Linked DNA regions of Mus musculus: regions 2, 3, 4, 5, 6 and 7 are each linked to region 1. A link is a contact called in public Hi-C and HiChIP or PLAC-seq data. All regions are on one chromosome and are shown on one strand. The core of a region is the stretch at or near the end of the contact, and the rest is flanking DNA. Distances in the headings are between cores, read along the strand shown.

Region 1 (4,363 bases), core at 971-3,470:
TGAGTTGAGGGACAAATTGTTTATTATGTCCAGGATATTTTGTTCTCCAAGCATGTCAGAACACATGCTTTGTGTCTGGCCTTGCTAGTTCTTAAGGCTACAGAGGAGGCTATGGCCTGCTGTTCTGAGTTTAGAAGGTCGTGGGAGAAACCAACTTGGGGAAAACCAACTATACCTTGGGAAGTGAGGGTTTCAGGAAGACTGCTTCAGGGGGGCATGTTCATGCTGGCAGAGGATGCCTGGTGTGAGCTTGGCGATCACCAACATGACCTCTGCTCAGTGGCACTCAGAGCTGGACCATGAAGTGTGAAGAGTAGAATTTACAGTCTGATACCAAGCAGAAAGGAAGGAACAACGAGATTCCCAGATGCTTGACAAGTTCTCTAGAGAGGGAGATGTGGCCAGAAGACTTTGAGATTGGTGCCTGATTTCAGTTGCTGTCCTTCTCCATTTTATGGATGGAATAATTGAGGTCCATGAGTGAAGCTGTCTTGATATGTTTCCATCACAGGTGTCCCATACCCACTTTCCAACCCAAGTTCTGATTTTTGTCATCAAGAGATAGCTGTGTTGGTAGAGTGCTTGCCCATTGTGGGCAGGGTCCTAGGTTCCACAGCCAGTGCCCACAGGAACCTGGTTCATTCATTAATTTATGCCTTCAATACCAGTGCTGGGCGATGGAAGGCAGGAGAATCAGAAGCCAAAATCATTCCGTTTCACAGCAAGTTTTAAGAGCAGCTTGGGGTATCTGAGACCCTGTCTTTTAAAAAAGAGAAACACACACACACACACACACACACACACACACAGAGAGAGAGAGAGAGAGAGAGAGAGAGAGAGAGAGAGAGAGAGAATCGACATAAAACCCAATGTGATGTCTCCGTGTCCTTGTCTTTCTGCTGGTACCCAGACTTCAGAACTGAGCTTCCTGGAGCTAAGGAGCACAGGAGCCTAGGTTGTTACCCCATGAGTGGCAGGCGGGACTTAAAGCAGAGGTGGCATCCTGTGTATTGCAGTTTCAATTCTCCCTCCATGTGAGGAAACTGCCTTTGTACCTGGAGTCTTTTATCTGAAAGGACGGCTGGAGTGTTCGGCAGACTTGGGGGAGTGGAGAGGCACAGAGGCTGGCTGCCCACGCTCCGGGCATGCGTGAGCACTCCCAGCAAAACACAGCTGGCACAGCTAATTTTAGCCTCACCGCCGCCTTGCAGAGAAACCCTTTAAGGAGATCTATCTTCTCTGAAACAATCTGTATTATAATGTAGCAGCTGATCGACGTGTCGGAATATTATTACTGGTGGGGGGAAAAACTCTGACAAGTAATTATGAGTTTTTGTTCAATTTTTTTGTGTGCAATACTTACAGAGCCACGAAAGCATTAAGAAAGAGCAAGTAAGAGAAGGAGAGAGAGAGAGAGAGAGAGAGAGAGAGAGAGAGAGAGAGAGAGAGGTTATTTTATTCTCCAATAAGCGAATAAATGTAAAGATCACTTTGATTTCGTTTTTAAGAGATGGATAAAGCCACAACACAATTATTTGTGATAGTTAAGGCAACCCCCTTGTTGAGATGGGGCTTGGCTTCCCCACAGAGGTACCCAGCTGAGAATCCCCACTTTTTCTCCTCTCTTGAGCATCCCCCAAAACATTGGTTTCATCTTCAGGTCCTCGGTTCATCTGGCTTTTAATGTGTTAACAGATTTTGAAAAAGCCTTGAATACACTTTTCTCCCTACTTAACTAGAAAGGTTGGCATGTGTGTGTAAATACACACACACACACACACACACACACACACACACACTTCTCCTTCCCTCATGCTCCCCTCGCAGGGCAGGGTCTGTTTTGTTCATCAATGCCATGCCTCACCTCTGGGAACTTGGCGATTGAAGAGGAGAAGCAGCTTGGGAGCTTGGGAGCCCTGGTCGGAGCAGGGCAGGGAGGCTGGGCCATGCCCCACCCAGGCACTTCACAGAGAAGCTGGGGTTCGGTTCCACCCGCGGCTCGGCTGCAGACGCTGCTCACTGTGCTATTCCAGATAGCTAGCAGAGGGGTGGCAGCAGCCTCTTTCTTTCTTTTTCTTCTTCTTTTTCATCTTCTTTTTCCCCCCTTGGAGGAAATACTGCAGCCTTCTGGACTGCGTGCCCGGCTCCCTGGAGAGGCTCTCTCAGTTCCACCCACTGGCTGGAAGGAGGGGAAGTGAGTGAGAGGGGCAAGGCCAGCTGGAACACACCATGTCACTCTGGGAACCAGACAGCAGCAACTAAGCCTGCACGGGTTTCTTTTTCTTTTCTTTCTTTTTTCTTTTTTCTTTTTCTTTTTTTCCCGGTTTTTTTTCCTTTCCGTTCTTTTTCTTTTTGTCCGTTGTTTCTTTTCCTTTTTTCTTCTTTTTATTAAAATTTCCTTTTTCCGCGGTGGGAAAGAGACACGGGAGAGAACGAAAGCTGTACTGCAAGGATTCCGAGTTGTGCTAAAGGATCTATTTCTTTTTTTCTCCTCCTTCGCCTTTACAAGCGCCTGCGATTGACACCACTAGAGACAGGCTGGTCACAGAGCAAACTGCTTCATCCGGACTGGACCGGGCAGCTGGGAGGAACCAGGCAGGCAAGAACTGGGGAAGCAGTCTGGGGGTTTCCGCTACAGATCTCAACCCCCATCTGTTTTTGTTTTTGTTTTCTTTTTCTTTTTCTCTTTTCTTTTTGGTTCTTTTGTTTTGCTTTGCTTTGGTTTTTTGGGTTGTTTTAAATTCCTCACGGTGTTGGAACTAGTGAGGCTGGAGTCTGAGAAGCCTCAGCAGTCACGCAGACTGCCAGGGACAGTGGATTAAGAGAAAGAAGCTCGCTTGCCTGGGGCATCATACACCCTGTTATTCAGTTTCCTGCCTCGGAGATAAAGATCCCAGCTACATGGGCAAACGCCTGGATCAGCCACAAATGTACCCCCAGTACACGTACTACTGTCCTCAGTACCTCCAAACCAAGGTATGGCTGGACCCGCGGGCTTCAGAAGGCAGCGTGGTGCCTGGCGCTCCTCCGGAGCGTGGCAATCCGACCCTTCCCTCACCCTAGCCCCCATCCCCTCTGCCGACCTCTTTCAAATTACTAACAGTAGGAACGGAGTTAACAAGCCAGAGAAAGAAGGGAGAGGAAGCCCCGGAGTGTAGCTTTCTCTTTAAAGACAGGGGACTTTCAATGGAGTGTTCTTTTGTTATTTAGCTGCAGAAATGCCGGTGAGATGGTTGAAGTCTTTTGCAGGTGAGCAGGGATTTTTAGAAACGAGGTCCCAACAGACGTTCTCAGGGGGCGAGAATATTGTTTTAGGAGCTTTTCTAGCGAGCTGTTCTTTGTGTGTGAATCTCAAAGATTTGGGTACCCCCCTCCCTTTCCCCCTTCCTTACAGAAAACACTCTGGGGTGGGGGCCACTTAAACTTTTCATGGCCTAGTGAAAGAGGAAAGAGGAGCGCCAGGAGGCACCCACCAAAGTCTTTCAGAGTTTGTTGAGCATTTTTTTTTCTTTTTTCTTTTGGTTTGGACTGTATTTTATGTGAAGGTTGACTGAGATGCTTTGGGGGGCTAAAAGAACTAGAGGCTTAGCATCCATAGCTTTTACTTTTAGACTGGCCCCCACCCCCACCCTTCAGTTACCACTAGGAAGTCTGGGTCTGGGGGTGGGGGGAAGGCATGGGATGTAACTGATAATAATTGGACTTGAATTGGTTAAAGACTTTAGGCTTTGTGCGAGCATGTGCTTAAGTGATCATTAGGGGCCTGGAGGCAAGCCCACGAAACTGAGCAGGGGGCAGTGCCCACCCTGAACTTTTTATCCTGCAGTTAAGACATGAAAGATGTGAGGTGAGAGATCCATGCTCTAATTTGTCAATTCGATTGGGCTTGATTATTTTGGGGGGTGGGGGGTGGAGGGTACCATGCCGGATACTCTCTGATTTCGTAATGAATTAACCAGACCCCTCCATCTTCTTAGTAACTCCACATGTGAGAGCAAGCAGGGCACGGCTGAGCAGTGTACGCTGTCACTGGGTTCTCAGGGTTTGGCATAATCAGGGTTTGGTAATTCACGATAAGGTTACCTCCCATTTACTCTGTCTCATCAGACAATGCCCATTTGGACAACAGCCTCTCAGGATTGCATTAAAGGCTGGTGTTTCTTTTTCCATTTTTCCCCCTTTTCTGATTGCTCTACCCTATGCCCTACCCCTCCAAGGTCGACTCACTTTGCTTTCTGCCTTTGTGCCCACTTAGTTTGGGCAGCTGCTGCTTAAATAGACCAGCCCTCCTGCCTGGTGCCCTGAGTATTAACTCTTTGGGCAACTTGGTAGACAGCACTGGCTGCCTACTACTTTAAAGAAA
Region 2 (4,363 bases), core at 1,103-3,602, 500 kb after region 1:
AATAAAGTAGTTATATTTTGTTTAGATTTCATGTTGATGAGACCTTATAGTCTGAAAAGCAGTTGTGTTTAAGCCAATTAAGACAGATTTCATAAAATTCCCATTGCACCTGGTTGTGAGTGAGATTCCCAGGAAGATATGAACAAAGGGCTGTTCATTCTAGATAGGGCACCAACAACAGACCAAAGAAATTACTACATGCAGGTCTAGCTTAGGCCAGTGGGTGTATTGGAGTTGCTGTAAAGAGTATGAGGGAGGAGTGACTTACAGAAGCAATAATAACTCAAAGGCAACAGTATCCCCTCAAACCCTCCCACCTCTCCCCTCATACACATACAGCTTGTTAACCAACGCAAAGACAGCTCCTTTGACAACTCTCCTCTAATCTGGTAATTGTTACTGTGTCTGTAACTTTGGGGAGATGTTTGAAGTATTTTGTAACTTTCAGGAGGTTCCTAGTCCTTGTATGTTTCATCTACTTCCTGGGCCTTGTAAGTTGTATCTAATTCCCAGGCCTTGTAAGTTTCATCTACTTCCAGGGCCTTGAATGTTTTGTTTACTTCTTGAGTCTTGCAAGGTTCCCTTTTCCCCTCCATGTGAGAATGTTTCACAATTCCAATTTCAGTATGAGACCCTAAGAGCATGTGCACGTGTGGGTGTGTTTTAAGGACCTTAGCAGAAGGCAGCTCTGAGAATAAAGACAAGAGTGACTCAGTAAACTTGTCTATTTATACTACCTCTATTTGTCACCCTCCTCCTTGTGTGGCCAGTACCTGTCTGTGGAACTCACAAAGTTTATAGGAACTTCCTATCCCTCTAGCTTTCTTTATGATTTTGGTCAAGGGAATTAATGTAAAAGAAAAGAAAACTGTGTGTGGTAACATACACTTGTAATCTCAGTATGCAGGACGCCGAGACAGAAGAATTGCCATGGGTTTGATGCCAGCTTGTTCTACATAGTGAGTTGCAAGCCAGCCAAGGCTAGCTAGCAAGACTCTGTCTCGCAGAAAAAATATTTTGTAGTTGTTTGTAAAAGACTCATTGTTTTAGTGTAAATTAAGCACTGTTTGGTGAGTAGGCTGTTCTGTGTCCTTGGACCCCATTTCTATATGCTTATCAGCTAATTATACAGTGTAGATATGTTTTGTAGGTGAGACCTTTTTGAGGATGTGTCTCTAGACAACTTGAAAACAGTCTGCTGTTTTGCATTAAGAACTCTGGGTTAAGCAAATTGATTCAAATTAGTCATGTCTGTGAATGAAGGTATAGGATGAATTCAACAACAGAGTATGTTAGACCTGGCACAGGGAAAACACACACACACACACACACACACACACACACACACACACAGCATACACAAACATAGCTAGCACACATACACTCAACACACACATACAGAGCACACATACTTGCAGCACATAACATAGCACATACACAGACACACAAACACAAAACACACACACACAAGCAGCACACATACACACACACACTTGCCCCATTCATAAGTCTCTGAAAAAATACAATTCTTCCTCCTCCATCTTTTTCTACTGTGTGTGTGTGTGTGTGTGTGTGTGTGTGTGTGTGTGTGTGTGTGTAAAATACAGACACAAGCCTTAAATACCATGGAGAGTTTCCTTTGATGAGAATTTCATAACGTTACTCAAAATTATGGCTGTGGTGTGTGGCCATACTCCCCTGTGCCTGCCAAGCCTGGTCTAACTTTTGGCCTTTTTCATTTTTATTTCTGGCGAATGCCTCGCACAGCAAAGCTAGTTGTTTGACTCACAAATTGCAGCCCAGACCCTCGGTCACAACGTGTCCATTTTACAGCAAAGTTCACGATGTATTTGATCTTAAACATGCCACGGAAAATTGAAGTCGGGGCAGCTCAAATATCACCTCCAGAGGCGTGGACAAGCAAGAAACACCGTGACCTTCAGATTTGGACTCTTTTGTCCTTCCTTAGAGACAGGATACACAAAGGTTGCTAAGTTGATTTATGTTAAGTTAAAGCCATTTTGATATAGCAATGACCTTGTAGCAATAAAAGTTTAAGTAGCCAGTTCTTCGGGGATCTGTGAAAAAATAACACTCCTGAAATAGCAGGTATCTTCTGTGGGAGCCTGTGAATGTGTGAGAGTTTATGGATTTGGGATGTGTCCCTAAAAGAGGGACCTAAGTGTAATCACTGTGTGCTTTGGACTTCAGCTTTTACTGAGAGCTGGAAGGTGCCAAGGAGGGATCAAGAAAGTGAAATGTGATATTCTTTGAAATCCTCCTTCCCCAGACTAAGTGGACTTTTAAGAGGACTGACCACACACACACACACACACACACACACACACACACCAGTCTTACTTTCTCTTTCCTTCTTGTCCATTGTGCCTCATGCTGAGACCTCATTGTTCTCCAGGCCTCTAATCTATAATACAAAATCGTGCTCTTATCTTTAAAGCATGGTAAGCGGTCTCTGAGTTCTAAAAACTCCAAGCTTCCATTTCAAGCAACTGTTACATGATATACAATAGGAGATGAGAGTGTGTGTTTGTGTTTGTGTGTGTGTGTGTGTTTGTGTGAAAATATTTTGTTCCTAGGGAATCTAAAACCATAGAAAAAAAGAGTAATAGATAAATATATTAAAAAGTCTAGCATATAAGTTATTCAACTTATTCAAAATTTGCTGACATGGAAGATAAAATAAACATGTCAGAATTTTAATTGGCCAAGTCTGACTAGCAGAAACAGATGTGCTTAGCGAGACTGCTAGAGTTACCTCCCTTCAGGATTCCACACAAGAGCTCCCTTTAGCGAAGCTGCTTGATTGATTTCTTGCTTTTCAACAGATTAGATTTCTGTAGCACAATTAACATTGCCAGTCTAGGAGTCAAGGGAGAACCGCTTTCTCTGTGCCTCAGGCCTGTTTGAAACTCGTGATCCTCCTGCCTCAGCCTCCTCCATGCTAAAATTATAGCATGAATCACTAGCCCAGCTAATGCTAACACATTTTATAAACACTAATAACGTCTTCGGTTAGCATAGAAAGTAATGTCATTATGACATTTCCACAGGCAGATTTATGCACCACTATGTTTTGCTTTAGTGTGACTCCCTCCGTTCCTCTGTTCGGCCTAGTGTTTTGTCAACTTGACACAAACTAGACTCATTTGAGAAGAGGGAGCCTCAACTGATAAAATATCCCCAGCGGATTGGCCTGTAGGAAAGCCTGGGGTCCATTTCCTTGCTTGATATTAGTGTGGGAGGACTACCACTGCATTCTTCTCTATGGCTGAACCAAATCCATTGACATGGACACATTTTTCATACAGCTCAACTTTCTGAGGGTAGAGCGTCAGCACTCATTCCAAATAACAAATCAGCTTGGGAGAATTGCTAAGACGAGCTGTAGGATTCTGTGTATGCTAAAGGTTAAAACTGAAAAAGAGAAAGACAGACAGACTGTATTTCATTGTTGTTCAGTTCCTTCCTTTTTCTAAGAATGACATTTCCTTGATTGTTCATTTTTCATACCAGAAATTAAGGTGCATAAATTTATACCATAGACTGTTATGAAGGATTTCCAAGAACTAATTATGGAAGGATTCATGTTCTCTCTCTATCTAGAACCATATTAAATATTTACAGTTATAACATATGCTTATTTTTATGGACTCTTTGATTTTACCATTTTATCTTACTGTGGTGGGTATTAGAACAAACTTGACTGAATTTCCAATTGCGATCCTGACTCTCATCTTTACCAATAACATTAGATAGGCTGTTCACTCTCTCTCTCTCTTTCCTTCCTCACTTCTCCATCTGAAAAATGGGAAAAATAAGATCAGTGATAGAGATGGGTCATGTGACCTCAACAGCCTTCAAACTTTTATATATCTGCTTGATACTTTAATTCATTAACGCTGATTACGTGTCATCTTATGAAATGCCATTTTCCAGGAGTATACTTAAAATATGTCTTCAGAATCATAAAGCAAAGAATAATTGTAAAATACTACATATAATGAGTTATACTGCTGCTTGCACGTGGGAATGATATTAAAACTAATGGCCACAGCCAAAGCAACATTTGTCTGGCTTAGATAGGGAATTTCCTGATCTATTCCACTGTAACCAAGTCTGATTGTGGGCTGGAGAGAGGCATCAGTGATTAAGAGCACTGGTTGCTCTTTCAGAGGACGGAGTTTGGGTCCCAGCACAAGCACACGGCTCTCAGTGCCTGTAAATCCAGTTTTAGACACTTCAGTGCCCTCTTCTGGCCTACAAGTGCACAAACACATACAGACAAAAATAAATCATTTTTAGCAAGAAGTTCAATAGACTGATATCAGCTCAAACTTTGGAA
Region 3 (4,363 bases), core at 653-3,152, 400 kb after region 1:
GAGCCAGCTGCAGTCACCTTGCCTGCCTGCCACCATGGCCACACTCCATCATGGATACTTAATGCTCAAGAATCATAAACCAAAATGAACTTTTTTTTGTAAGTTGTCTTGCTAATGATGTTTCAATCACGGCAATAGACAAGTAATGAGTACAGACTGTGAAAACTTAAAACTCAGAAAGTAAAAAGGAGTCACCAAAGACCTCAGGATTAGGAGTAACCAATGTGGCGAACAGCATCAGTCAATCTGCCTCTTGCCCATTCTCTTCGTTGCAGTATAGTGAACAGAAGCAATGAGAGCTCTCCCTGCTCAAAAGGAATAGGTTCATTGCTGCATTAAACACAACAGTGGCCCTCGAGACATGGCTCAGCAATGTGAGCACTTGCTACTTTTGCAGTGGCTCAGAGTTCATTCCCCAGAACCTACATGGGGGTTCACCACTCACTTGTTGTAACTTCAGCTCCAGGAGAATGAATGCCCTCTTGTGGACTCCATAAGCACTTCACTCGTGCACACACATGCACACACTCCACACATGTATACACATATTTTAAAATAAAGCAAAATCTTTTCTTTAAAGAAGGAAAAGGAATCCACAACACAAAGGTGGGAAACAAAGTCCCAACTCCCTCTGGTGAGTTTCCTTGACAATCTTAATTATCAGGTCATGCCTCTCAACATTAAAAACAAACCCACCAGAACAAAGAAGCAAAGCTAAGGCTGAGTCTCAAGCATCCTTCTTGAGGGATGTACGTCATCAAGCCTCTGCAGCTTCCCTTCCCTGTTTTATTATGGAGTGCTCTCTGCTATACCTGTGAAAATGGTCAACTTCCAATTTATTTTTCATTACAGTCAAGCTGTGATAGCGTGCACCGTGGAAATCTATCCCCTCATCAGAAGGTACCTGAGGACCTACTCTGTGTTAACCGTTGCTGTATAAACTCAGGATGAGCTAGTAAAGAAAGAAGACGCTGTGTCTGTGTTCGTGATGTTCATTTTCTTGTGGTGAAAGAGGCAAGCAATCCGAATTCTCTGAGCCAAGCCATTATCATCTGTTTAATAGAATTAATCCACGAGCCATAAACATTCTTAACCCGATGACATTCTGGAACGAGAAGAATTTCCTGCCTCTCATGGATATTGTTCTTCTATCAATGCCATGGAAACATTAAGATGCTCTGGTAAAATGATGTGTCGATATAAAAAAGTAAAGTTTGAGACATGCTTCTGCTAAGGGACATGACCTAAAACTTTCCATGCTTATAAAAAGCGGCGACTCTGTTTCTGATGAAGATAGATAGAGTGCCTTTCTCTCTCTGCTTTCTAATCATTTTCCCTAAACTGGCATACTTCACCCTGTGTCACCCACTTGATGCAGTGATAAACAGAACCCAGGACATTTTAAGTCCAAGTTTTTCTGTAACTTTCCCAAGCACTAGGTGGTTTCTTTCAGTGCAGTAACTGCGGTGACAGCCGTTTCTGCCATCATCAAACCCCAGATGTAACCTGACCCAGAGCTTAACATCACCCTGTTTATTGGGGCTGGATTTGATTTGTGACCTTGTGTTTACAAATTTGACATGTGATTTTGGCCTACTGTCGAGTACAGCCCTTCATCTGGTCCTAGAAATGATCTTTTTCCTCATTTTTTGGCTCATTGAGCTGTTCTGACTACGTTTGGAAGGGGAGTTTCAGTGTTTTGCGTCTGTGTGCTTGGCTGGAGTGTAGACAGTTTGACCATGGTCCTAGTCTCTAAGGAACTTGGAACATGGCCCAAGAGGTTGCTTGATGTACACAAGCATAATAACTTGGATCGGAAGGGACTACAGAGGCCACCTACACCCTACACCAACAGATGCAGGAACTCCAGTGCCAAGAGGGGTCAAGCAGCTAACTCAAGATCTTGGAATGAACTGATGGCAGAGGCTGGGCCAGGGTCCAGGTCTCTTCCCAGGGTCGCTGTCTTCCCATGACCACAGCCTCTCTCTAATCTTTGGCACACCCTCATCTTAACCTAATAAATAGGATGGATGGTCTTAAACTTTGGACAAGGTCAGTCATCATGGGAATTAGCTAGTAACTATTGCCTTTTGTGGTTAGAGCAAACATCTGGCCAGAGACTAGGGCCTGAGGAGAGGAAAATAATGATGCAAAGCAAGAACATAACTGAGCAATGCAGAAGTGAATATTGGCAAAATCACTAAAGGGACTAAAGAGCCAACTGATGGAACTGTTCCTATATCTTTGGGTGGCTTGTAAGCAACTGGTCTCTTGGGTGAGCATTTTATGGTTACTTGTGTGTGTGTGTGTGTGTTCCAAGAAGAAAGACCACAACTTAAAAGGCCAGAAAACTTTCCATCATTTGTATTCTTATTTATTACCTAAAGGAAAGGGGTGTTGTCAGGGTTTGCAGAAAGAGTGTTCATACCACCCTTACTCATGATGAGTAAGGTGCTAGCCTGACTGGGGTGAAGGATGTCCAGGCAGCTGGCAAAGCATTCTTGAGGTGCTTGTGTCTGAGGGTGTTTCTCAAAGGTGCCCAGACTGGGGTTGGTAGACTGAGGCACAAAGCTCCACCCTAGCTGATGTAGGCAGATCTCATCAATGTTCTAAGGAGCTGAAGAGGACAAACAGTAGAGCAGAGAGTAATTGGCTCCTCACCTGTAGCTGCTGAGGTAGTTATCTTCTCTCCTAGCCTTGGATATGAAGGGCTCGGATCTCAGACTCTGAGATTTAACTCCCAGGATCTCTGTCTTTTATCCTAAAACAGGATTATACCATTGCTCTTTCTGGGTTTCCAGATTGCAGCCAGTACATGGGGAGACTCTGCCTCTGTGGCTTTAAGAGTTTAATCTCAAAGTAAACCCAGTTTGCAGGTATATAATTATACCTCTCTCTACATAAGCTCTGTATCAATCTAGCCATCTCTGTCTGTTCATTTGCATATGTTCTTTGGGTTTTGTTTCTCTGGAGAATCCTGACCAGTGCTTTCTCTCTAAGGCTGTGACTCTGCTCATATTAATACTTTATGACTTTGGCAATGATCGACTGCTGATGTAGATATCTAGGGATTGAGGCATGGCTTAGTTGGTAGAGTGTCTGCAGGGTTCAATCCCTGGCACTCATAGATTGACCTGGTGATGATCCTAGGACTTGGGAGGTTGGATACAAGAATCAAGAATTCTAGAGCAGCCTCAGCTACATAATGACGGAAGTCAGCAGGCCTATATGGGACCTATATAAACAAACAACAACAGCAACTGTGTGTGTGTGTTTGTATGTGTGTGCGTGTGTCTTCTGGTTGTTTTATTTATGAGTAAATCATGTCCCTACACTATTTTTCTCTCTCCCCATCTACCATCATAATATCATCATTTTCCACTTACTAAAACTTTCATTTTGAATCATTTTTAATAACATCAAATTTATGGAGTCATATTAAATTAAAATTTCTCCTTGTGTGAAATATTTAATTTCAATTTTATGTCAAATACTTTGATAGCAGAAGTCCAAAAGGTACATGAAAATTATTAATTTCTCTGTCTTCTATGTCCTGAAGATACTGGGTTTTCTGCAGCTTAGCTCATAGTCCATGTACTAGTATGTTCTAACTTAATTCTGTCCTGGAAAATTATATTTATGGGTACCGTGGTAAATCAAGAATTTATAATCATTATATATTATATAACTTGCTTTGGACTTTAAGTGTATCTATGAGTACCCCTACACTCCTAATCTATGACCTCTAAGAAGGAAGCAGTAGTAGCCTTTCTTGGCAAGGTCTCTCATAGCATTGCTCTAACTCCTCTGGAAGCTTGGGAGGATTTCTGAGGCTCCTTGGCCATGGGACTTCTCAGGGGCGGAACAGGAATTCATAGGAGCGGATACTTGACACTTTGTTTCCTTCTGTATCCACCACACACTTTGTCTTTACTCTTACGCATCTGTAAATCATGAAATGTGTGTGTCTGTGATGAATACAGTCTCTGGTCTTCTAGTCCTTTCCAGCCCTGAGTTAGTTAGAAATGTAAATTATCAATGATGGCCATTAAGGGGATAAGGATGGAAGCTGGAGAGATGGGTCTGGGTTTAAGAGCCCCTGCTGCTCTTGGAAAGGATCTGAGTTCGGTTCCCAGCACTTACATCAGGCAGCTCATGGCCACCTGTGACTGCAGCTCCAGATCCAGTGCCCTCTGACCAAATCTGACCTCTGAACCTGCACTTGTACACACACACACACACACACACACACACACACACAGAATTAAAATAAAGTAGCTTAAAAACTATTTTAAGATGAAAATGTCGCTACAGCCTGAGATCATTTTTACTGGAATGTTATCTTTTAAGTCAGAATTATAGG
Region 4 (4,363 bases), core at 1,265-3,764, 380 kb after region 1:
CTTGCAAGCCTGTCCTCTCCTTTTACCACGTGGTTCAGATTTTCAGCCTTGGTGGCCAGCTCCTTCATCTGCTCAGCCATCTAGCTATCATTGATTGCTCTTACTTTAGCATGTTGTGTCCAGCTGCCCTCAGACTGCCAAGCGCAGAGAGAGTGGAAGTATGGTTTTGAGTGAGCGCTGACTTCATGCAACTGCTAATGCCCACTACCAGTGCAATCCCAGCACACCACATCCCCCATCTGCCCGTCATAATAGATTTTCACTCAGCTCTTTCCACTTGTTCCATAAAAACGCAGACAGTGAATATTTTGTGTCCCATGGTCTCTGTCATTTACGCTCTGCAACTCCCTTGAGTGTGTTCAACAGAATAGTAGTTTTCAACCATGGTGTGTCAGGTCTGTGGCTCTGAGGGAAAAGTGGAGGCTGATAAGTCATTTCAAGGGTGTTCTATTATACTGGGGCCAATATGGTTTTAGACTCACATCTGTGCAAGGTGTAATCACCAAATTGCCAGATTCGCACGCAGCAGCAGAGGCCACTTCTAATGCTTTGGGCATCTGGCGTTTTCCTGACATATTCCAACAACTCTTTATGAAGAAGGATCTTGAGTACTTTGAATAACAGGCAGTTCTATTTAATCTCATGTGGTAGAGACTTTGATACAGTTTTGCTCCAAATCCAGGGAAGAAAAAAATCGCAAGGATTGTATGATGGGAAAGGTACTTGTGGTTTGTCCTCCAGTATTTTATAGCGATATATACAAACACACAGGAAAAATCAGAAGAAGTCCACATTGGATCCTGTATCTGCATTCTAAACTAACTTCGGTGGCATTCGCTTCATTGAATACCTGCGACTCCATCCATCACTCCTTCTTATTTTTACACTAAAACATCAGTTGCAGATATGAACAAACCTCACCTCTTTACAAGTCAACATGCATACCATTAACTAGAATTAAATATCTGATATTATTCATTTGTTTTTTATGTCAATTTCCATAAAAATATAAAAAATGCTTTCTGCTCAGCCTAATTGCCTAACTGTACACATACCCTAATCTATCACATGACTTATGCATTTTATTTACCAAATGTTTTTGTAGATTTAGTAGCAGGATATGAACACACATGAAGAGAAAGTCTGTTAGCTCCCTCCTGTCACTGGTACCTCGGATAAAGGGATCTCTTCTCGCTGTTATGATGACAGCCTTCCATGAGGCTCTTAGCCATGGAATGGCCAAAGCAGTGAAGCATTGACACCTGACTGTCAATCCAGCCAGGGCTCATTGCTAATGATGGTTCACTGCCTGGAGTTCCATGTTCAAGACTCCCACGCTATGAGTGGATTTAGTGGATTGTGCTCTGAGGTCATTTGATGGTGTCTGACTCAAGCGGGGACCTGGTCAGGAAACAGCTCCATCTTTCCTGGAGATTTGGGAGATAACCAGAGAGCCAGCAGCTGGAAGGACCAGAAGTGTGTTGGAACTGTGTTAAAGTATTCCTCCCTCTAGTTCCTAGTTGTATCCTAGCAACATACCTACAAATTTTCCCTCCAAAAATCCTAATTGCAAAAGTTATGTCTAAATTATGAGAGGGGGGGGGGCAGTGGGTGGACTCAGGAAAGAAACTAATACAAAATTACTCTTTAAAAAATAAGCATTATTAAGAGAGAAAGCACTGAGACCTTGGCAGTAATGATTTGACCTTGAGGTGGGTCATAAAGGGGAAAAGAGGTGTCCTTTTAAAACCTGCAGTTGGAGGCTGGAGAGATGCTTAATAGATAAGGGAACTTGCTGGTCCTGGAGAGAACCTGGATTTGGTTCTCACAACCCACAGGACATCGAGCAACCATCTGTAACCCCCAGTAACAGGGGATTCCCTCTTCTGGCCTCTATAGGCACAAGGCACATGCATAATATGGATATATTCATGCAAACAAAATATACATACGTTTTAAAAAACTTAAAGCATGATAGTGATTGTAATGACAGACAGGATGATGGGGTGAGGTCCTCTGGAAATCCTTCAGATATATCAGCATCTGACTTTTGTAACTTTTCAGGGCATGGTGGAAGGTCTTATAGCAGGACATTTAGTGTGGGGTACCCTGTATGGCAGTGAGCATGTATGGCTAAGCATAGGACCATATCAGCTGCAGCACCGTTTCTTAATTATATAAGAGAGAGAAAAGAAGAGGCAGGGAGAGAAGGAGAAGGAGTGCAAGGGAGAAAAGGAGAGAGAGAGAAGCGGGAAGAGAGGGAAAGGACAGAGAGAAAGAGAAAGAAGAAAGGAGAGAAAGGTGGCGAGAGAGGGAGAGCATGGCCTGCTTGCTTCTTTAGGTTGTAAAAGTCTCTGGCCTCTTTCAGTAACCAGCATCTTCAAGGGACATAATGTAGCAGAAATAACACCTGAATGTACAGGGCAGTGGGGAGAGAGAATAGGGAAGCCACTGGCCTATTCTGGTATTCTGAACTTCATGTGGCTATTTGCTTTAAGGCTGATATGCTCCAGGAATGAGTCACCACTCCTATGAAAGTGTCAAATTGTAAATGGCTAGATATTTGGATCACAGCTAATGCAGGGTAACGGAACTCAGTTCAACTTTATTGCTTTTCTCTAAGAGGCCAACCAACAGGTTTGGGGTCGGTCAAGATTATTCCTGGCATGTGGGGGTTGAACAGTGGGGCGAGGAGCTCAGCTTCGCTTTCATCTTTAACTGCCCCACTTCCTTTAGAACCCCTCAGCAGATGGCAAGATAATCTGTCTGGTTCCTTGTAGCGTCTTGTGATCTCTCCCTAAGTGTGAGCCGGCCGGCTCCAGATCCTGTTCAAAGACTCAACTTTCAAAGCAAATATACACACAAGGCAGGGGTATTTTCGAAAACAAAGGTTATCATGTTTCCCCGAGGGGGACAGAAGAGCACGGGGAATGCTGGGAATAGAGTAAGTTCAGTTCACATGGCAGGATCCCTTAAAGATTGCATCCTGGAAAATGTATGACCAAACTGAACAGCAGCCAAGGGGAATAAGTGGGGTGGAGAAGAGAGAAACTCAGATGAAAGCCAGGAGAAAGGAAATGTTTCAGCAGAGGCTGAAGGTTCAAGGGATGTGTCCAGAGGCAGGATTCTGTGTCAACTGCTGACTGAACCAAACTTGTGCAGTAAGGACACACACACACACACACACACACACGCACACACGCACGCACGCACGCACGCACGCACGCACGCACGCACGCACGCATGCACGCGCGCACATACACACAGACATGCACGCATAGAAGCATGCCCCACCCTTGGAGGGAGAGAATGTCGTATTTCATCTCTTGCTGTGGAATGTAGCGGCTGATAAAACAGCAGACAATATTTCTGAGAACAGAGACAGCCTGTCTGAACCCAGCTCAACTTCTCCTTCTTATCACTTTGTGAAAACATGCTATCTTCAAGAGCCAAATTAGCTTTTCATGATACGGCTTCTTGGCAGCTCACACTGAGCGTCGGAGGGTTGAATGGGAATGACTAAGCGGTTTCATGAGCCAACTTCTTCCCAGATCTACTGCCTTGATGGGTTTGGTGTCAGTCAGACATGTAGGACCTTTGTTCCTTCAGAGACGACGAGATCTCTAGAAAAGTTAATTTTATTCTGAGAAAGACATGAGCAGGGGAGTCACAAAATGGGCCACAGGGTACTCTGTGGTGAGGAACTAGTTGACTATGCACACATGAGTGTTCTTCATTTTCTGTTTAGAATATTCCAGATTAGGATATATTTAGTGCAATCAGGATGAAGTCAGGAGTTAAAGAAAGTAAAGCTTGTCTCAGATGTTAGAAAGAATATTCAAATTTTATTTTTATGATTTTTTTCTACTACCACTAAGTTTCTCTCTCTCTCTCTCTCTCTCTCTCTCTCTCTCTCTCTCTCTGTGTGTGTGTGTGTGTGTGTGTGTGTGTGTGTGAGAGAGAGAGAGACAGACAGACAGACAGACAGACAGATAGACAGACAGACATGTGGAGGTCAGAGGACAATCGGCAGCATTTAGTCCTCTCCTTTTATCACATGGATTCTGCTCCTGAACTCAGGTCCTCTGACCGGGTGCCACGAGCCTTCCCTGCTGAAACAGCTCACTTGTCCTTCCTGGCGCATTTCTATCTGGGTAGGGAGTTGTCCTCACAGAGCTACAGGATGCTTAGATTTTCGTGGAAGCTTTGTTTCATTCATCAGTTTTCTGTTAGATAGAAATAAAAGGTTGTCAAAGATCACAACCAAAATATAAACTGCCAACGTCTAATGTTTGTGATTTACGGCGTGAATGAAGAGGGTGTCTGACAGCGGCCTCATTCACCGATACCCTCTTCCTTGTGA
Region 5 (4,363 bases), core at 688-3,187, 340 kb after region 1:
GGAAATCCCAAGATGCATAGTTTGTTTTTTTAGCTAGCAACAACTTATTGTGAGCTTCAAGGACATTTAACACAGAGTGTCATTCCCCTATCAGGAGACAAAGCTATGAAATAGAGATGTGGTTTCCTTTTGTTGTCTCCTGTCTAACTCCTTGTATAAGCTGGGCAAACACATTGCCACCGAGCTACATCCCCTGTTCGCAAATCTATACTTTTATTATTATTATTATTATTATTATTAATTATTATTATTATTATAAAAAGGTTTACTCATTTAGTTTTTTGTGCATGTTGTATGCGTATCTGCACGTGTACATGTGTATCATGTGCATGCAGTATACACAGAGACCAGGAGAAAATGTCCTATCTCCTGGAACTGGAGTTACAGGTAGTTATAAACTGCCATGCCGGTGCTGAGAATCAAACCCTGGTCCTCTGCAAGGCCACCCAGTGCTCTGAACTTCTGAGCCATTTCTCCAGTCTCTTTCTGACTCTTTAACAAGCATCTCAAGCTGTTCCAGAGGAAGATCCAAGAAGCAGTCCTCCTGTAGAGCAGACAGCATGACGGATGGGAGACTAAACACTCTACATTCAGTATTATCTCCCCAAGTCCCTCGTTCCCTCATTATGGGATATTTACTATCAGACTGAATTTATAAAGAATTTAGTACCCATAATAACATGGGCATTGGAATAGACTATCTCTCTTCATAAAGTGGGAGAAATAGCTTAAAGGGCAATAAAAAAGGTTGCCTAGAAACACTTAGTCCTGGAAGCTTTAAAAACACCCTGGGATGCAGATGGTATTTAGACCTCCTCTCCCTTTTCTTTGTCACTGGGGAAAGAAACAAAAAAAAATCTTTTTGAGACCATTTATCCTATTTGGACAAATAATTGTTTTTGAAAGTGTATTTCTTCTTATGTATGTGTGTGTGTGTGTGTGTGTGCATGTGCACACATCTTATGTATGTGTGTGTGCATGTGCACATGTACTATGTAGGAGTATGTGTGCATATGCACATGTATTATGTGGGGGTATGTGTGCATGTGTACATGTATTGTGTGTGTGTGTGTGCATGTGCACATGTATGCATGTGTGTTGGAGGGCAGAAGGCAACTGTGGGTACTTTTCCTCAGTCATCATCATTTGTTTCCAACGCAGGATTTCTCAATGACCTGGACCTTGTCCCGTAGGTCATGCTTGATCATCACAGAGCCCCAGGATTTGCCTTTTTCTGCCTCCCCAGTACTAGGCTCGCAAGAACATGTTTGGGTATTTTTCACATGAGTTCTAGCAGTTGACTTCAGGTCTTTGTACACTTTAACAGCTAAGCCATCTAGCACTTAAAAATAACTGTATTCTAGCTTAACACAGGGCAAAGGGCATGTAAGCGTGGGGTGCAACTTGGCAATTACACAAGAAAATATAGCCACACACTCCCATTTCTACCAAACAAAAAGATTGTGGAGCCTTCAACACAAATTCAGTATGACTAAGAAAGGGAAAAAAAAAAAAAAAACAACCTGATAGAAATTCGTTCCAGTAATTTCCTCGCATGTCATAGCTGTCTCTGAAAGCATGCCAGGACAGGATAATGAGGCATATGATACTTCTGAGAAAAGACAAGCATTAAAATTAAACCCAAGTCAACAATAGATTATGAACCTAACATTACTAGCAGATAGATATGTATTTAAAATCATTAGCCTACTAAGGCTGCAACTCAGAACTTTCAAGGCTCCAGTATTATCCTAAGAATTACATTTGAATCTCCCAGGATCGTGTGGCCTTCAAAGCTTTCCCTTCACAGTCACAACGTTGCAGGTGACTTCTGAGTCACCATCTTCAGCTATCAGCACATCTCCAGAGCTGTTGATGGGTGTCTCCTGGTCACTACTGGGAGGATCATTCCAAATTCTTGCCTCATCCTGGAAGTACGGAAGAAGATAGCCTCAGTGCTGAGGTATTCAGTTCCCTTTCAAAGGGATGATTTGTGAGGCATTCTGACATCTGCAAAAATCTGCAAAGAAGAGACAAGCCAACAGACTTCGGGATGTCTCTAGCTTTGTCAGAGTTGCTCCCTCACTTGAAGTACAATGGGAAGATGGGAACAATGTTATTATGCAGGTATTGCTAAGTCTGAGCGATCTTAAGCCGTGTGTGTGTGTGTGTGTGTGTGTGTGTGTGTGTGTGTGTGATGCATATTAATTAAAATGTGTTATACATCTGGCCTTCAGATTTCTGAATGTGCTGAAAACATGTGTCAGGACAATCTCCTCCACAAGGGGAAATGTTTTCTTGTCCTGTAGTGTGAGGTCCTGCAAATGTGTGCTTTTCCCAGTCCAGTGACAAAGTCACAGACGTAGTCAGAAGGGCCCTGGAAGGAGCCTTGGACATGGCTTCGTGGTGAAACGTGGCTGGATTCCCAAATGATTTAATGGGTTTCAGCACAAAATGCCCCAGAATCTAGTTGAATGTCTCTGTTTCTGGAAGATTGGTGATGACCTTTGCATCTAAGGGAAAACCTGTGGGCTTGCTCAAGAGAGATCATTTGTAAGCACTTCTTACAGAAATGAGGATTCTTTGGTACTATCCCAGACATAGAAATGAAAATATTCATGGTGAAAGTTTTAGAAATAATGTATATTTTAGAAACACTCCAATGTTACTTATTCTACATACTTGGGGACACTTTGCCGCATGATTTTGGATCTTATTTGTCAGCTGAGTTCGTTTCCCATAGAGTTAGCACCAGGATGGACAAATGTTTGAGGTGAAATACTTGGTGACACACGAAAACAAACCAGACAGCCCAGATTTAACTCTGTCCCATTGAGTTTATTTTTTAAAAAAAATTGTTTATTATTTGGTTTAACATGTATGGGTGGTTTGCCTGAATGCATGTCTGTGAATCATGTATGTGCAGTGCCTGTGGATGCCAGAAGAAGACATCGGACCATGTGGAACTGGCAAGGGTCATAAGCCGCCACATGCTCGCTAGGATGCAATACTGGTCTTCTGAAAGAACAGTCAGTGCTCAACTGCTGAGCCATCTCTCTAGCCCTTTATTCCACCGACTTCAAACAATCCTGTCTCCTTTCCTTTTCCTCTTCTGTATGACGTGAACATTTGAGCGGGTTGAAGATATTTTATTACTTATTTTCTTCCTTTTCCTTGCTGGGAGGTTGATCCCAGGGCTTCTCCCATGATCAAGCAGGCTCACTGTGCACTGAGCTGCACCCCCTTGTCCCTTACTGTTTCTTCAGTGGATGAGTGTTCTGTGGTAGCATCTGTTGACCTCAAGGCAGGCACCTTGCCCAGGGGAGGGAAGAACCAGCCAGGACCCCTTAGACATCTGGAACAGCAGAAGCAATGAGTCCTAAATTTTAGAAGCCACAGATCCCTCTGTAGAATCACCTTCCCGGGAGAGGGAGAACTGAAAAGAGAGTGTTTGACAGATACAGATCTCACCCTCTAGAACTGACATGTCTTGAAAATCTTCTGAAGCTTTAAAAAGCCTCTGCTCTCACCTGTTCAGAACAATAACTGCCTTCATGGCTTGAGCTTGCAGACAGTGACAGGCTCTCTGCCTGTACCTCCTGGCAGCCTGTGATCAGAAACCATGTAGCTTTGTATACCCGCCGCTGAGGTGGCTGCTGATCCTGTATGATAATAAATGGAAGGAAGCCTTGCATTGGAAAGCTTTGTCTATCTGTCTCTCTGTCTGTCTCTGTGTCTCTGTCTCTCTGTCTCTGTCTCTCTGTCTCTGTCTCTCTCTGTCTCTCTGTCTGTCTCTCTGTCTGTCTGTCTCTGTCTCTGTCTCTCTCTCTCTGTGCATGGGCACACAATTGCAGGCAAAGGCAGAAGTGGATGTTAGGTTGTATTCTCTACCTTATTTTTTGAGGCAGGATCTTTTTCTGAACCCAGAGCTTGAGATTTTAGTGAGACTAGCTGGCCAGTGAGTCTTGGACATTCTCCTGCCTCGGCTTGTGCAGTGCTAGGATTGCAGGGTTGCATAGCCATGTAAAGTTTTGACTGAGTACGTGGTGATATGAAAGCCTTGTCCTTATGAAGGTGGGGTAGTTACTGACTGTGCCACTTCCCAACCCCACAAAGCTCTACATTTGAGGATGTATCCTAATAGTGAATATATGTATACACACACACACACACACACACACACACACACACATGTATGCACACAGATACACCTTCATACCCCTCTATCCTCTATTTTCTCTCTCTTTCTCTCATCTCCCATGGTCCCCTTTATGTCCATAGGCAGTTTAATCTCTGCCTTTATGACATATATTATCTAGTAACCATAAATGAAAAAAAAATCCTATATTTGTCTCTCTTCTTT
Region 6 (4,363 bases), core at 863-3,362, 320 kb before region 1:
CTCTGGGCAGAATATCCTGGAGTGTATGAAATAAAGTGGATCAAGTACATGCAAGAATATATCCCTCTCTGCTTCTTGTCAGAGATGCAATGTGGCCAGCTCTATGAAGCACCTGCTGCTCCAATTTCCCCATTGTGATGACCTTTAGCCTGGAGCTCTCAGTTAGAGCTCTTTGTCCTTTAAGTTGCTTCTGTCTGAGAATGTTATCACAGCATTGGAAAAATAACTAAGAGGCCATGGAATGTCAGGATACCATCTAGAACCTTCAATACCGCTGATAGTGAATGCCAGACAGGATTGGATAAAATGATGGTCACACACTTTGCTCCTAGTTGCACAACATGTCTTCTGCAGGGACTAGAGTCAGAACAAGTTCTGCATTCCACTAATATTGGTAAAATGAGGACTTGTGTGAATATAGGAAGAGAGTATTGAAAGTGAGCAGCAAAGAAGGGAGGTCAGATCTCATTTCTGTTGACTTTCCTGCTCTTTCTGGTAATTGCTTGTTATCCTCTACACTTACAGAGGACTGTATGCAAAACTACTGTTACATTCTACAGTCCCTGATCAAGAGAAAATGCTTGTACCCAGAGATCTGTCTATAAAGTGTGTGTGAACAACATTTCTTTCCTCACCTAAGGCAAACAGTTGCATAAGTCTTGACTCCTGGGAAGAATGTGGGCCAAAGGACAAACAACTAGGTCCAGGCTCCTTTTGTCCTGTTATCTACTTAGGTTGGAATAATTACTTCCCTTCTTTTCTCACCAATTCAGTTAACATGCACCAGCTCAAGGAAATTACATTTGCTCACGTAGATGTGCAAACAAGCAGAATGACAAGGACTTCTCTCACAGCTACATAGATAGAAATTGCATTGGGGAAAAGACAGTTTCTGAACTCAGTTGAGTCCTCCATAGATTAAAACAGAGATCTCTTGAACAGTGGCTCCCTTGCTGCCTTACCTCTACTCATGGTAAAGTGCTTATTGTCATAGTCAAATACTCTTGTGGAAGTGAAGAAAAGCACACAGATTTAGAATACTACCCTTTATTCACAACAGTAAGGAGTCCTTTCTGATCAAAGAAGGAGCTAAGGGCCTCCCACGTGTACACCAAGAGTGTCTAAGGGTAGATATCAGTTGGGAGACGGCTTGCCTCATATGCACAAAGCCCTGAGTTTGCTCTCCATCACAGCAGGTGGTGCATGTGATCCCAGTTTTCCAGAGGTGAACGGGGGAAGACTAGAAGTTCAGGGTTATCCTCAATGCATAGCAGGTTCAAGACCAGCCTGGAATAGATACAGAAGACCAAAACAAAACAAAACCAGCAAAAAGAATCCACCAAGAGTCTCCTACTGGTGTCTTGACATGGCTCCTCCTTCTCTGAGCAGGTTCTGCCTGCCTTTATTAAGTGCCTTTTGTTTAGATTCCTGGTCTTGTCTTCCTTCTGTCCTAGCATCTAATTCATTTTTTGGTTTACTCATTATGGTTAATGGTTAGTAATGTTCCTAAGGGCAAAGAATGTTTATTCTCGCTAGACCAGTGGTTCTCAACCTAAATTGGTCCTAGTGCTATGACCCTTTAATAAATTTCCTCATGTTGTGGTGATCCCTAATCATAAAATTATTTCATTGCTTATTCATAACTGTAACTTTGCTACTGTGGTGAATAAATAAATATCTGATATGCAGGATTTATGACATGTGACCTCTGTGAAAGGGTCATTTGACCTCCAAAGGCGTCACAATCCAGAGGTTGACACCCCCTGCTCTAGAGCTGTTTGGTTCTTAATGCAGTGCAGTTTTTAGTTAAGTCATTGTTGAGTGCATGACTAAGTAGGTACTGGAACACTGACTGGATGAAAGATGTGAATGTAGTCTCCACTGAATCATGGAATCTTAAGAGATCTTGATCTAATGCAGTAGATAGATGTCCGTGAAATACACATTTTAAGTACTTACAGTGAGGCTGGTAGTGTGTTAGGAATGGATGATAGATCTCTGGATGTAGCTGAATACATTTCTAGGAAAAGACAGTTCTCAGGATATAGGTCAAGCTCCAAAGTGCATTTCAGCAGCAAGGGAGATGACTCAGCAGGTAAGAATGCTTGTTGCACAAGCACAAGGAAATGAGTTCATGCCTGGAACACATCTAAAGAGCAAGCATATCGCCCTGCCCCTGCTTATACCCTTAGTTCTGTGGAGGTTGAGACAGACGGATCACTGTGGCTTGTGGCTTTTAGCTGAGCTCCAGAGTCAGCGAAAGACCTTCTCTCAGTTGGATCAGGCAAAGAGCGATAGAAAAAGGGTACCCAATAGTGGTCCATGGCTTCCTTGGATGCGTAGAATTCGAACTCACAGACTTGAGAGCATACAGCACATATGCACACTAAATAAGTTAGTTTCTGTGGGGTGAATTTGTAGAGATGGCCAGCAAAACTACTTTTTAAAATGCTTTTATGTTTTCATTTAAAAGCATGTCTGGCTAGAAATACACAATGGCTTGTTTCTCTCAAGCCATCCATCTGTATATGAAAATTATGCATGTTTAGTTGAGGATATAGTAGAAGACAATATCCTAGGACATGCTAGAATAAAGGACACCGAGGGGAAAACATCACAAGGAAAGGAAAAAGTTGTCAGGGTTTCCACAGGTTCCACAAAGCTGAACAACCAAGTAGCACCTAAAAAGGAGAACATACATTGTGGGTTTGGAAAAGACAACGCTGCGTGTGTTTATACTGTGCAAAGTAAGATGAGGAGGGAGAATAGAGAGAGACCTATTCTTGGCAGTGCATTGGCTAAGAGCATGGGAAAAATTCCTTGTGGAAAGCTGAAGCAAAACAGATGGGCTATTAGATTATCAGTACATGGCCCTAAACCAAGGAAAAGACCCTATCTTGGAAGAATTTACATTGAAGGCCTGGTGGGAGGGCTCAGGATATGAGCACACAAATCTAAGATTGAGCCGCAGAGTGCACATAAAATCCCCAGTGTGGCGGTATGTGCTTATAATCTCAGGATGCAGAAGTGGAGATGGGCGGATCCCGAGTCCTCTGAGCCTGTAGGCCTAGCTAAGTCAACAAGCTCTATATACTACTAAGAGACTATGGCTCAGAAAACAGGGTGGAAAGTTCTTGAGGACTGATAGCTGTGGATGACCTCAGACTTACACATGTGAACACCCACCCACAAGCATAGCCTCCATGAGTACAAAAACATGTGCACACGCACACCTACAGAAAAGATTTTAGTGAATGCAATTTGGTTTTCAGGGAGTTGAGAGAAACAGGTTCTCATCACATAATTCAATACATTACTAGTGTCTTCCCTTGTTTGCTGGTGTAAGCAGCTATTTATAAAATGTTCTTTTTAAGTAATAAGTAAAATTCAGTCTTATGAGGTAGCAAAAATGGTGTTATTCTTATTGCAAAAATTATGTGTAAGGATGGGTATAATTTAGATCAGAAAATGATTCATACATAAATGTTAAAATATAGAATTATTTACAGCAGTATAATTTTGCAAAATTTGAAAAGTTCAATATTAGGAAGATGATGTTATTTAAATGATCAAAGAGTTGCTAATGACATAGAAAAATATGGCATGGTTCTAAGGAGAACCATGTAAGGGGTTATACACTGACACTCTGAAGTTTTGGCACTGTAGAGTTGTGTCCACCTGACACTGTAAAGTGCTGTATACCTCATACTGTAGAGTTGTGTCCACCTGACACTGTAGAGTGGTAAACACCTGTCACTGTAGACTAGTATACACCTGACACTATAGAGTGGTGAACACCTGACACTGTAGACTAGTATACACCTGACACTATAGAGTGGTGAACACCTGACACTGTAGAGTGGTGAACACCTGACACTGTAGAGTGGTGAACACCTGACACTGTAGACTAGTATACACCTGACACTATAGAGTGGTGTACACATGACACTGTAGAGTGGTGAACACCTGACACTGTAGAGTGTTATATTTCTGACACCAATTTCTAGGTTAAATTTGAGCCATGGACAATTTATGAATTCATAAAAAAGGGGAATCTAAATCCAGCACGGCAGTGCGTTCATGCAACCGTGGCACCATGGAGGTAGAGTCAGGAGGATCTGGAATTCAGAAGTTCATAGACACCATCAGCCTCATAATGACTTCAAGCCTTGCTTGATCTCTCTCTCTCTCTCTCTCTCTCTCTCTCTCTCTCTCTCTGTATGTGTGTGTGTGTGTGTGTGTGTGTGTGTGTGTATGTGTATGTGTAAAGAGAGGGAGACAGAGACAGACTATCACTCAAGGGTGTTGTCATACAGAGGTGTTAGATTCAGTTTTGGGCAGTATGCTAGATTTCTACATGAAT
Region 7 (4,363 bases), core at 1,096-3,595, 290 kb after region 1:
CCCAGGACTGGGGTTATAGAAACCACCACATCCAGCTTTGACACAAGAGCTGGGATCTCAGCTCATGCTTATACAGCAGCTGTTTTATCTGAGATGTCTCCTGGCCCTTAATATCCTAAAATAAGAGTATATAACCTGAGCTAGCAAGATAGCCCAGCCACTTAGTGGCACTGAGTAATGATCTGAATTCAATTCCTGGGACCAAGGTGAAAGTGGAAAGAGAACCAACCCCCTCAACATGCACACATAAAGAGTCAACTATAATAAAAAACAAAATTAAAACGTTGCAGGTCAACCTGGGCTCTGTAATGAAACTCGGGCTCATAAAGCAATGCACACACAAACAATAACCACCATGGAGCTGGAGAGAAGCTTTGGAAACACAAGGAACTCAGTTACCATCTATGTGCTCTATTACAAAATCCCTTACCAGAAACCTTGGCATTGTGAGGGAGGGAGCACAAGAGCATTTCTGGAGCTTGCTGTTTACCAACCTTGGGGTCAGGTTCCACAAGAGGGCCTTGTTCAAAGAGAATTATAACAATAGCGGTAGATCAGGAGGCCCAGCATCTTCCTCTAACAAGAATGAAATTATTTACATAGCCACACATACATGCATACATATACCACATTCACATGGCCACACATACATGTGTACATGTATAAAACAAAAAGAAAATAGCTAGAGAAGCATATATAAGGCTTCTTCTTATAATATTCCCAGTTATGGGCTTTGCTTTCTCTTCCTGCATGCATGGTGGATTCTGAAGATGGGTGTTGACTCTGAGCATCCCACACCAGCCATTTTGGGGATTCACTGAGTCTAAATATAGAGCACAGTATCACAGCTTGGCAGTGGTTCCCCTCCAATCAACGCTTGCTCACTAAGACCAGTACCTCTGCTCTGTGCTTGGGAGAACTCTATCGCCGCTGCCTGTTGTAAGACTGGAGCAAGGGGAGGAAGAGGGGAATGGGCAATCAGAGCTTAGATGGTAATCAGTTCTGCCTACCCAGTGGCCTGCAGTGACAGTGTTCTTATAGCTTGCTCCCATCATAGCTACAAACTCAGTAGGATGTTTTGTGAGTACCCCAGGCCCGTTCCTGCAGCCATCATTCTAACATTACCTTCTCTCTATACCAATGGAAGAGACATGTTGCTCAGATAATTCACAGACATCTATGAATGCAGCCTTTCAGCAAAGAGAGGCTTTCTGGAGGTTGGCCTGAAATTTATATCTACATTGACTGCTTGTTAAATCTCTGCCATGCAATAAAGTAATAATTGCCCCAGAAGAAGGCTAGGTAAACTGTGTGGACACTGAGTCTCAATAACACTTGGGCATTTCACCCGTCTCCTCAATAATGATCTTGATCCTAGTTTTGACTCTCAGTCAGCAGCAGTAATGTCTCCTATTTAAGAAAAGTCAACTGTACATGGTGATTTGGTAGACCCATCTGAACTCGGGTATAGCTCGGTATGATTTCTCAGGCACTATAAACAGAGAGAATGTCCGATTTTCAAGTGGTACTTGAAAGCAAGTTCCTTCACTTGTTGAGTTTGTCTGTCTTGTAACTGTTTTATTCAACCAGACTAAAAATCTTATGTCTTTTACCTAGCCTTTACTTTTTGTTTTTTGTTTGTTTTGTGCACAAATTGTAGTCTGTTCACCTCACCTGGAAACAGAGGTTTGCTTGTCCTTTCCAGGTATTACAGCAGTACTTCTGTATACCTACCTCCTGATCTAACTCACATGTGCACATAAAATGGGATGCAGACACGCACAAACACATGCACACAAACACACACACATATACACAGAGATACATACAAACATATACACACAAACACACACATACACACACAAACACATACAAACATGCACAGAAACACACACATACAAACACACATATACATACACACATAAATACACACACACATACAAACACACACATACAGACACACACAAACAGATACACACATACAAACACACACACATACAAACACACATACACACATACACACATACACACCCCATGTGTGTATCAACCGTTGAATATGTAAAGAGACTTTAATGAAACTCCAAACCCATCTTTGCACAATGGGTTTTGAAGGATAAAGGTCCCTGGAATATGTCACCTCTGACTGCAGGAGACAGACAAAGGGCCCTCGGGTGATACTGTAGAGTTAAGTTGTAATTAATATAGATTATTTCTCTAGAAGGTCATCCCACTGGTAGTGCCATGTAATAACAAAACCTTAAGTAAGCGCAGAAGGTACAAAGCATTTCAGGGAAGCATTGATTAAGCCTGTGGATGGAAGACCGAATTCTCAGAATGACCTAATTATCCCACAGTTCCTTTCCTCCCATGGCGCCACTTCCGCCTAATTGCCAAGCTGCAGGCCTGGTCTCCTCTGACCAGGAAGAAAAACAAGCTCTGGCTGGTGGGGGGTGGGGGTAGGAGGGAACAGTGACATTCAGATCTAATTGGCTTGAACCTGTGGCCAAATTAGATGACATAAGAAGGAGGTGGGTGCGCAGCCACCAAGTTGAGTTTGTCCTGGCTAGCCTTTCCTGGGGTGCTGCAGGGTAGAAAGCACCATGAGCTGGGTGGGGCTGCTCTGCTGCCTTTCTCCTGCCAGCTGCAGGGGCAGAGGTGGCCGTGACCAGACTTAATTATTTGTCGGGAAGGAGAGCAAATTGAAACCAAATTAAAGTGATTTTTATCCCTCACTCAACGCATCGCTGTTTCTTATTAGAGCCAGCCTTGTATGTCATTTTGTTTTCTCCCGGCCGTGATGTAGCTCTTACCCTCGTAAACCTCCAAGACGCCACGTTTTCTTCCAGAATGGAAATATCTTTCACGGTTTCTTGAGACATTTTGACCTCTGGTCCCTCACTTAGACCAGTAAAAGTATACATGAATATCCCACAACTGGAGAGTGTTTACTCGCTCTTTATTCTAAGTCTGTATGCAGAATCTTTTGCTTCTTGTTGGCTTGGAGCCACCCCCACAAGTGTGGGGTCCCTCATTGTCCCCAGAATTCAGTCAAAAATTTCCCGAGAGAAAGCTCAGGGTGCCTTGTGGAAATTGGCTAAGTATGTATAGGAGCACAGCCTCCTGAAGAGCCAGACCTAGATTCTCTAATATACTGTGTGGAGAATGGGACTTGAAGTACAAGGAGGAATCTGATGTGTGGGGCAAAAACATCTCCTGTACTAGCTTTGTCAGCTAGCCTATTTCAGCCTATCTGCAGGTGGCAAAGGCTGCCATTTACAGCTACTTAAGATGTTACATGGTCCTCCTCCTCCTCCTCCTCCTCCTCCTCCTCCTCCTCCTCCTCCTGGGAGGTGGAAGTCCCACCTTCTTCCTTTCATCCAGTAACTGACTTCTGCCTTCTTTATTGACACTATCAAGAACCAACCCTCTACCTGCTGAAGGAAGAAATGAATTCAGGGCTATGATGTGGGAAAGGAAGCAAGTCATTGGGGTGGCCTTGTGGGTTTATAAACCAGCCCCCTTCCTACCTGCTCTCTGCCTGACTGTCGATACTGTGACCAGTTTTCTCCTGTTCTTGCTGCCATGCCTCCCCGCTATGACAGAACTAAGAGCCGGGATAAGCCATTCCCTTTCAGTTGCTTGTGTGGGGCACTTGGTCACAGCACTGACTGAGATACGTAACACACACACAGCCAGGGCGCTTCTTCCTTCCAGTGACTGTGGGTTCTGGGGCAGCATGTCTATGTCTGTGCAGAGGTGCCTGGGCCTGCGCCTTCTTGGATAGGATGTTTTATGAATTGTCTACTTGTTTTCACAAAGCTTGGATCTCTTCTCAGCTTGGTCTCCCCTACTTTCCTACTTCTTGCTCAAAACTACAAAGAAGTCTATAGCGTGCCCTAGTAGTTGGCCAAAAAATACTTCTGAATCGCTGAAATGAGTTTTAGTCATTTCCTTTGAATTCACACAATAAGGACACACACACACACACACACACACACACACACACACTCATCTTATAAAGAAAATGAAAACTCAGTTAACCCAATTGAAGGATGAGAGATGACTCCATTAGTTTAAGTGTTTGCAGTACACTAATGAGGCTCTAGGCTCAAACCCAGCACCCATATGAAACATTAGACATAATGATAGACATTTGTAATTGTAATGCTAGAAGATGGAGACAGGCAAATCCCTGGGGCTTACTGGCCACCCAGTCTTGCCTACACAGTAAGTTCCATATGCATTAGACACCATGTCTCAATAAACAAGGTAGACGGGTTCTACCTCAGCACCTAAGTTCTAGGAATGACACCTAAGGTTGAGCATTGGGTTCCTCACACATGTGCACATTGGGAATACATAT

What was found. A called contact is a pair of places that touch in the nucleus more often than the background predicts. HiChIP or PLAC-seq counts read pairs in DNA pulled down with a chosen protein or histone mark.
Region 2: a Hi-C map of nephron progenitors shows a contact between it and region 1, with 1.8 times the contacts expected there. The contact joins the enhancer-like site here to the promoter of Rbms3 in region 1. A contact is called at or near these places in 5 of 484 Hi-C or Micro-C datasets (myocytes, nephron progenitors and uterus).
Region 3: a contact with region 1 is called in a Hi-C map of uterus, with 4 times the contacts expected there. The contact joins the enhancer-like site here to the promoter of Rbms3 in region 1. A contact is called at or near these places in 3 of 484 Hi-C or Micro-C datasets (adipose-derived mesenchymal stem cells and uterus), 2 of 115 datasets of contacts at active chromatin or transcription factors (embryonic forebrain and fibro-adipogenic progenitors) and 1 of 9 other capture datasets (adipose tissue).
Region 4: a contact with region 1 is called in an H3K27ac HiChIP or PLAC-seq map of heart atrium, with 6 read pairs. The contact joins the enhancer-like site here to the promoter of Rbms3 in region 1. A contact is called at or near these places in 5 of 484 Hi-C or Micro-C datasets (muscle stem cells, nephron progenitors and uterus), 3 of 115 datasets of contacts at active chromatin or transcription factors (bone marrow-derived macrophages, fibro-adipogenic progenitors and heart atrium) and 2 of 9 other capture datasets (adipose tissue and liver).
Region 5: a Hi-C map of the N1E-115 cell line shows a contact between it and region 1, with 9 times the contacts expected there. The contact joins the enhancer-like site here to the promoter of Rbms3 in region 1. A contact is called at or near these places in 3 of 484 Hi-C or Micro-C datasets (the N1E-115 cell line, embryonic fibroblasts and uterus) and 4 of 115 datasets of contacts at active chromatin or transcription factors (bone marrow-derived macrophages, fibro-adipogenic progenitors, neural progenitor cells and 1 more).
Region 6: a Hi-C map of the N1E-115 cell line shows a contact between it and region 1, with 2.8 times the contacts expected there. The contact joins the enhancer-like site here to the promoter of Rbms3 in region 1. A contact is called at or near these places in 13 of 484 Hi-C or Micro-C datasets (the N1E-115 cell line, adipose-derived mesenchymal stem cells, cerebral cortex and 5 more), 1 of 115 datasets of contacts at active chromatin or transcription factors (embryonic limb bud) and 1 of 9 other capture datasets (adipose tissue).
Region 7: a contact with region 1 is called in a Hi-C map of the N1E-115 cell line, with 2.5 times the contacts expected there. The contact joins the enhancer-like site here to the promoter of Rbms3 in region 1. A contact is called at or near these places in 1 of 15 datasets of contacts at CTCF or cohesin (the NIH/3T3 cell line), 4 of 484 Hi-C or Micro-C datasets (the N1E-115 cell line, embryonic stem cells, myocytes and 1 more), 4 of 115 datasets of contacts at active chromatin or transcription factors (bone marrow-derived macrophages, embryonic limb bud, embryonic midbrain and 1 more) and 2 of 9 other capture datasets (adipose tissue and pancreatic islet).

Annotation. Positions count from the first base shown.
Region 1 is chr9:117,250,340-117,254,702 of GRCm38.p6, reverse strand. Rbms3 (RNA binding motif, single stranded interacting protein) reads left to right here and starts at 2,220. Exons shown (of 15, transcript NM_001172123.1): 1 at 2,220-2,976. The coding sequence starts at 2,902. It overlaps Gm17396 (predicted gene, 17396), which reads right to left and starts at 2,170. Exons shown (of 2, transcript NR_166691.1): 1 at 1,865-2,170; 2 at 5-1,358.
Region 2 is chr9:116,746,975-116,751,337 of GRCm38.p6, reverse strand. The region is part of intron 6 of Rbms3 (RNA binding motif, single stranded interacting protein); the gene reads left to right. Among named protein-coding and RNA genes, the nearest start is that of Gm39449, 220 kb to the right of the region's middle. Within about 2 kb of position 2,352, at least 11 of the 459 cell types and tissues checked have an H3K27ac peak or open chromatin away from gene starts, as enhancers often do. A contact at or near this core is called in nephron progenitors, where this site is marked.
Region 3 is chr9:116,845,115-116,849,477 of GRCm38.p6, reverse strand. The region is part of intron 4 of Rbms3 (RNA binding motif, single stranded interacting protein); the gene reads left to right. Among named protein-coding and RNA genes, the nearest start is that of Gm39449, 320 kb to the right of the region's middle. Within about 2 kb of position 1,902, at least 37 of the 459 cell types and tissues checked have an H3K27ac peak or open chromatin away from gene starts, as enhancers often do. A contact at or near this core is called in adipose tissue, adipose-derived mesenchymal stem cells, fibro-adipogenic progenitors and 1 more, where this site is marked.
Region 4 is chr9:116,872,277-116,876,639 of GRCm38.p6, reverse strand. The region is part of intron 4 of Rbms3 (RNA binding motif, single stranded interacting protein); the gene reads left to right. Among named protein-coding and RNA genes, the nearest start is that of Gm39452, 320 kb to the left of the region's middle. Within about 2 kb of position 2,514, at least 93 of the 459 cell types and tissues checked have an H3K27ac peak or open chromatin away from gene starts, as enhancers often do. A contact at or near this core is called in adipose tissue, heart atrium, muscle stem cells and 2 more, where this site is marked.
Region 5 is chr9:116,907,240-116,911,602 of GRCm38.p6, reverse strand. All of the region lies in intron 4 of Rbms3 (RNA binding motif, single stranded interacting protein), which reads left to right. Among named protein-coding and RNA genes, the nearest start is that of Gm39452, 280 kb to the left of the region's middle. Within about 2 kb of position 1,937, at least 18 of the 459 cell types and tissues checked have an H3K27ac peak or open chromatin away from gene starts, as enhancers often do. A contact at or near this core is called in the N1E-115 cell line and fibro-adipogenic progenitors, where this site is marked.
Region 6 is chr9:117,569,115-117,573,477 of GRCm38.p6, reverse strand. It overlaps a transcript of Rbms3 not described here. Among named protein-coding and RNA genes, the nearest start is that of Gm39450, 150 kb to the left of the region's middle. Within about 2 kb of position 2,112, at least 50 of the 459 cell types and tissues checked have an H3K27ac peak or open chromatin away from gene starts, as enhancers often do. A contact at or near this core is called in the N1E-115 cell line, adipose-derived mesenchymal stem cells, embryonic fibroblasts and 2 more, where this site is marked.
Region 7 is chr9:116,964,038-116,968,400 of GRCm38.p6, reverse strand. The region is part of intron 3 of Rbms3 (RNA binding motif, single stranded interacting protein); the gene reads left to right. Among named protein-coding and RNA genes, the nearest start is that of Gm39452, 230 kb to the left of the region's middle. Within about 2 kb of position 2,345, at least 16 of the 459 cell types and tissues checked have an H3K27ac peak or open chromatin away from gene starts, as enhancers often do. A contact at or near this core is called in the N1E-115 cell line, where this site is marked.